Linked DNA regions of Gasterosteus aculeatus: region 2 is linked to region 1. Evidence: chromatin contacts called from public Hi-C data. All regions are on one chromosome and are shown on one strand. The core of a region is the stretch at or near the end of the contact, and the rest is flanking DNA. Distances in the headings are between cores, read along the strand shown.

Region 1 (3,196 bases), core at 424-2,923:
CCCATAGTTCTAAAAGCCCCAGCGTCGCGCTCATAAATCAAGGGCACGTCTCCCTAACAGAAACATGATGATTAAAGCTATGTATGATTAAAAAGTCTTGTTCAGCTCATCTTGAGTGTACTCCGTTACATAAACCCCATCGTGTCCAAGACATAAAAGACATGCACCAATAAACATGTCAGCCTTGTAAAAACAGGCAACAGGAACAGACGGTAAATGAAAGAAAGTGGGAGACTCCAGTTGAAACACTGAAAATGGGAACTTGTGTGGCCTCAGGTTCACGGACCAGCTGTGACGGTGACCTCCGAGAGTCTTTAACTTTCACCAACTGCAGATTGGAGCGACAGGGGCGCCTCTAGAGCAGCCTAAGCTCTGCTGTATATTATCACAGTGCAACCTAAAGCATTTCCTTTGTTCAATCACACCTAAACATATTGCATCTTACTTTCTAAATCTTAAATACCGGGTAATAAGAGCGGTACAATTATCTCACAAGGAAATAGGAAATGTATTTTGTCATTGCACTGACCCTTTTCATGCAACGTCAAGTCAGTCATTTTGCAAGACATGTATAGGATATGAAATTAATGACAATATAATTTTAAATATGTAATATCCTATCAAGATAAAATACATAATATACACCTGGCAAGTTAACAGTAATCCTCTTGATTTTTCTTTGTGAAAGTGACAATAAAAGAAGAGTATATTGTGCAAAACTCACAAAATAATTTTGAATGAAAATGTAATTATAATGTATCCTATATTGAACATGCAAAAGACTAATATATATTCATGATATTCATTTGCATGTTGAATTTAGAGAACTACCTGTTAGCATACAATCTATAGCCCCTCTTAAAAGTTAATTTTCACATCACCTTACACTGCTCTGATTGAGATGAACAAGCAAAATGGGTGACAATCGGTGGAGGAAAGACAGAACAAAACAAAACCTTAAGTTTTATAATGTGCAGTCTTAAACGTTGGCATTAATTGCCATCTAGTGGCAAATACTGGCATTGCAGTAAAACAACACTGGAAAGATCAAGTTCTTAAACTCCTAGAATTTGGATTAAGAGTGCAACATATTCATCATTCCAAACGGAAATGCACTGTCTCAGTCTCAGTATCTTCCATCCTATTTTACTCTAATCAACAATGGCATTGCATACTTTCCGTTTTCTTAAATTACAATATTGAATTTCCAACTCCCTGCCCTATTTCCCCCTTCATAAATAACAAGTATTTAATAAAGGAAAAAAATACACTAAATTTAACGGCTAACACGTTAGCTGGAGGGACGTAAAGTTAGTTTTATTTCATACATGTTTTGCTTCTTTATAGCCAATTTGCAATCTGTATTACTAAGAACATGCATATTTTCTGATAAGTTCCTGAGACATTTCTTGGATATAGCTTTTATTAATAACCCTATACATCAAACTGGCAGAGCCCGATTAGGCGAATACCACACCACCACCACATATAAAGGAGACTATTTTACGATTCTAATAAATCATTGCTGCATTTGCGTCTCCAGTGGGGGTCGGAAGAATTGGGGGAGAATTATTGCAGCTATAATTCTGTTATGAACTTGTGGCATTTTTTTTTTTTTTTTCAATACATCCACATTATATTGACTTATATTACGGAAAGAAAACACTGCCCGCAGATAGTTTCTCATAATTTCCAAATAATAGGGCAGTTCAGAGTTGTCCAGATATGCACCTGAAGGCATCAGTGGAGGGATCAGGAGGCGGAGGCTCCGACTCTGGCTAACTGTTAGCTGCTGCTAGAGCGGTCCGAGCACACTCGACCAACGAGCCAGCCAGTGTTAGCCAACAGCCACGAGCATGTCGGGGAAGAGTTTTCGAGTTAGCGACGGGGACTGGATTTGTCCTGATAAGAAGTGAGTGCTCCTCTGTTTTCGAACATTTCACGTACTCAATCGTTAAATGCAGCACTATAGTTTTTGTTTAAACTGCTGTCAGCTAACATGCAAACGGTGGTTAGCTCAACATTAGGCCTTCTGGCGTTTCACGCTAACGGCGACTAGCGGAGTAAACTAGCAACTAACAATTACATCGTTTTTATACTTTATTAGCTTTATTAAATGGTAAATAAACGCGGCGAATAAATCAAGCATTGCGGGTTGAGGGGCTGTGTTTGCAATTTACGTGGCGTGGTCTCCACAATAGTTGTCAGTGTGCGCAGACTTCAACGTTAGCAAGCTAGCTATCGTTAGCTTCTGAGGGTCGGGTGAGAGTCCCCACTCAGCGTTGTGGGCGGTGTTTACAGCGTCGTAGGAGTCAAGTTGTCGTGAGTTTCACAGTGCAACTAAAAGCCAAATGTCTGTCCGTGAATGACAGGCCAGCTGCCGGTCGTCCGTGCACAGGCCACCTGACGTGTGAGTGCCTACAAGCTAACGCTGAGGCACATGCACCATGAATAGACCCGCTCTGAGCTACTCCTCTTTTTGTGTAGCACGCTCGGTTCATGGCTAAGGGGTGATGTATATCTATTTATTCTGCACGCTTTTTGCAGGTGCGGAAACGTGAACTTCGCTAGAAGAACAAGTTGTAACAGATGTGGCAGGGGTGAGTCGTTTATGTCCATTTAATGTGTCTTGGAAGACGCTTGATACGTACTGTCCAAAAGCAGCTATATTAAATGCCATTGTTTTGCTTCCACAGAGAAAACCACAGAGGCAAAGATGATGAAAGCTGGAGGCACAGAGATCGGGAAAACTCTGGCTGAGAAGAGCAGAGGCCTCTTCAGTGCAAATGATTGGCAATGCAAAACGTACGTGTTTTTAGGCAATATGAAAAATGTTTCGTTAATCCAGAGTGTGGTGTAAATACAAAGATGTTCCAAAATGGGTGAAATTCCTGAGAGAAATGTATATATTTTAGCCAGTTGAGACAATGTTCAGTTTTGACTGTTTTTATTTTCCTTCTGTCTTCATACAGATGTGGAAATGTCAATTGGGCTAGGAGGTCAGAGTGCAACATGTGTAACACCCCAAAATATGCCAAGCTTGAAGAGAGAACGGGTAGCCCAACAATTCAGTAGTTTTCCAGTTTTTTTGGTGCGTCTAATGAGAGACTGTTATTGATTGCCTTTTCTTTTTTTCTGATACTTGCCTTTCAGGTTATGGTGGCGGTTTCAATGAAAGGGAGAACGTAGAATACAT
Region 2 (3,196 bases), core at 283-2,782, 190 kb before region 1:
AGGCTTGGCCTGCAGGAAAGACACCGATTATTTTGTAGAGGACAGTTTATAGCCACCATTCCGCCTCTGAGGGGCAGTGGAAGGTGCTTATAGTGAAGAGAAGTCTACTCCTTTGAGTAATGGGTTAAACAGAACAAAACAGAAACTAGATCACAGTTTTGTTGGAACAAAGGTCGGGATGAGCTTAATTGTTATTGCCTAGTGCATTTTTAAGATTTAAGATAAGATCAACCGTTATCTTGTATACATGTTGATTTGTGTTGGAATAGTGTTTCATAGAACCTAATTGCTGCAGTACCTTACTATGGAGACGTTGTTGGTGTGTACAGGCTGAATAATATATTGACCGTGTGTACAATAGGATGGTGTTTTAAAGCTATGCTGTACGTCTGGACGATCTTATATATGTACGCAGAGCAAGTACCAAGGTCCCTTTACTGAGGTCATATCTTTTCAATTTCTCTGAGATGTCTAAAAAAGCACATTAAAAACTCAAAAAGCGTGCCAGTGGCTTATAGTTGCAGTGAAGCTCCTTGCCACCAACCTGAATAAGCCCACCCGGACTTAAACCCCTAACAATAATGGTCTTTAAAGGAAATGCGCACACACACGCACTGTAGCTGGTGAGCATAGTGGAGAATTTAGCAGTGGCTAAAACCGCAGATTTTTTTTTTTTTTTTCAAATCATAATCTTTGATCCTCCAACGCCGTAATTCTGTCTGATAGCAGAGCAGGCCAAACACATCCATGGTTAAATATCTGTTAGGCGGCCTTCTCACTGATCAGACCTGATCACCATTATTGCAGATGAACACAATGTGCAGTACGAGTCCAAAGTTTGGATTCAATGAGGAGGTGGACTGCTACTGTAACATGTAGATTTCATTCAATTTCCCAAATAACTATTTCGGAGAAGTTTTGAATTAAGGACATTATGTGCAGTCAATCATCCAGGGGGGGGCACTGTTGATCTTACAAGTGACACAAGGAGCCTTCTTTTCTATAAGATGTAATGTCTTCCTATTCAGATCAGTGCTGTTCTTTCTCTTTTTCTTGTCCTACTTGAACCACAAATGCAGATGCACACATCAAAGTGGCATGTCAGAGAGTGAATCTTGGAATTACACTTTATGCACATGGGGACGATGTACAATATCATGAGAGGCATCCCTTTTATCACAACATCCATTGTTTGTGCGTGGAGTGTCAGAGACCTGATAACACAGTTCTTGCATTATTAAGAACCCTTTCCTCCTCCCCACCACACCCCAAATAAACTTTACATAACCGACGAAGAATACAATCTGAAAATCTGCCCCACTGCCAAAGTACGTAACTCAGTTCCCCTTCTCCTCCTCTGAATCAAAGTGACGACACGAGACGATTGAGCCACATCCGCCGCCCCGTGAAAGAGCAGCGCTGAGGTAACTGTTCAGCAGCCGTGACTACACTAATTCTTCATGTGCAGTCCTATAGGCTCAGAATTTACGGTGAAAGGAGGCGCCATTCAGTGAAAACAGTGAAAGAGTGGTCGCCATGGCAACCACCCAGTTGATCAAGATTCTAGGCGATAAAGACAAGGGGAGTTCACTGATGTGGTGCTCGTGCATGTGGTTTAGAATAATATGAAAACACACACATAAAAAAAACTGTTATCAGGTGAGATTAGTCTCAAGTTTGGATCTTTGAACATGTTATGTGGTATGAAAGCATCTAGCGGGCAGATTTTATTATAGTTAGTAAACGTGTGCATACTGAGGTGAGCATATGGCAGGGCAACACGGTGATTAGAGATTAGCTGCATGACTGGAGGCTCGCAGGTTTGATCAGGTTTGATCCCTGCAAAGACCAGAATTTACACTGTGTAATACACTGACGGTGCGGTTCATTCAACCACACAGTAACGAGATGCAATTAAGAGTTTCTACAACAGGAATGGTTAACCCATCAGGAACAAATCCTCCATGTAGCCTTTGGAATTAGAAATGGAGCAAGGAAATTTGGTAGAACTTGATCTGCTCTTAGTTTACTGAATATTCTCAGTGGAGAAAGAACATCAGAACTATACTGAAAACATGCAGCTGTGATGCAATTAGGGTTAATGTTTTAGAAGAGATGGAGAGGCAGTGGAAGCCTGGCGCTGTTCAAAGTAAAGAAATAAAAAAAATATCAAATAGGAGAACATAAAATGCTTCCTTATTAAGTAACTTGATGATGTTTGGTAATCCTTAGAGATGTAGCAAAATAAGGACTCGTGTGCTGCAATTATTTCTTGGAGCATAACAATAACCAGAAGAGACACTGCAGTGAATGAATAGTACACATGTTTGTGTATGGATTAAATAAAGAAGAAACAAATGGTTTAAGCCAACAGACTCCTTCAGCTCCGCTGTCACAAGGGCTGATACAGGAGATCATTCCTGCCCAGTGCAATGACACTTTACAATAAATCATCTCTGGCTAAATAACGACGATAACAACCCTGTACTTCTGTGATGTTGCGGCTCTTCCTCTTCCTCTTTTACAAATTATTATTATTGCACTGTCTTGAAGGTTATTCTTTTGTTTTAGTTTAGTTTATTTTATTTTATTCAATAATTTAATTTTTTGTATCCTGTTATATTGTATATAATGTGTATCTTTTAATTCTGTTTTGTTCCCTGTACATGCTGCTGTGATACCAACATTTCCCTCTTTGGGATCAATAAAGTATCAATCTATCTATCTATCTTAATTAATGAGCTTTAGTGGTAAGCTTAATTATTTTTACCAGGATACAATATTCTGTTTCCAGTCTTCATCCTAGGCTTAGCTTATGTACTCTGGCAACGTAAATAAAGTCAACTTAACAATGTGACTATCTTGTTCTTTTTTGTAATTTAATATAATAAATTATCTAAAAACATATTTGTTAAAGAATCTAACTTTCAGGCTAATGGGTGGGCATTGCCACAAACAGGGGGGATTTTTTAGCCCCATGTAGCCTGTGAATAATCATACATGACAAACATAAACATAAAAAACAACAATGTCCACCTTATATACTACATGCAGGGTTTCCACTGTTTGGTTTCTGTGAAATAAGGTGAGCAAGTGTCCTGTTGAATTGATATAACGAGAATGTCACGTTCCTCGCTGGTCAGCTGAGAAGCTTGCCTTCTTTGAGGTGACACGCGACAAAGAAAGGGACTTTTCA

Evidence for each region. A called contact is a pair of places that touch in the nucleus more often than the background predicts.
Region 2: a contact with region 1 is called in a Hi-C map of skeletal muscle, with 2.9 times the contacts expected there. The contact joins the enhancer-like site here to the promoter of zranb2 in region 1. A contact is called at or near these places in 3 of 6 Hi-C or Micro-C datasets (liver and skeletal muscle).

What each region holds. Positions count from the first base shown.
Region 1 is chr8:14,931,549-14,934,744 of fGasAcu3.hap1.1, reverse strand. It overlaps zranb2 (zinc finger, RAN-binding domain containing 2), which reads left to right and starts at 1,673. Exons shown (of 10, transcript XM_040184290.2): 1 at 1,673-1,912; 2 at 2,548-2,600; 3 at 2,697-2,805; 4 at 2,973-3,055; 5 at 3,154-3,196. The coding sequence starts at 1,857.
Region 2 is chr8:15,119,822-15,123,017 of fGasAcu3.hap1.1, reverse strand. No RefSeq gene overlaps it. Among protein-coding and RNA genes, the nearest start is that of vtg3, 13 kb to the left of the region's middle. Within about 2 kb of position 1,532, at least 1 of the 9 cell types and tissues checked has open chromatin away from gene starts, as enhancers often do.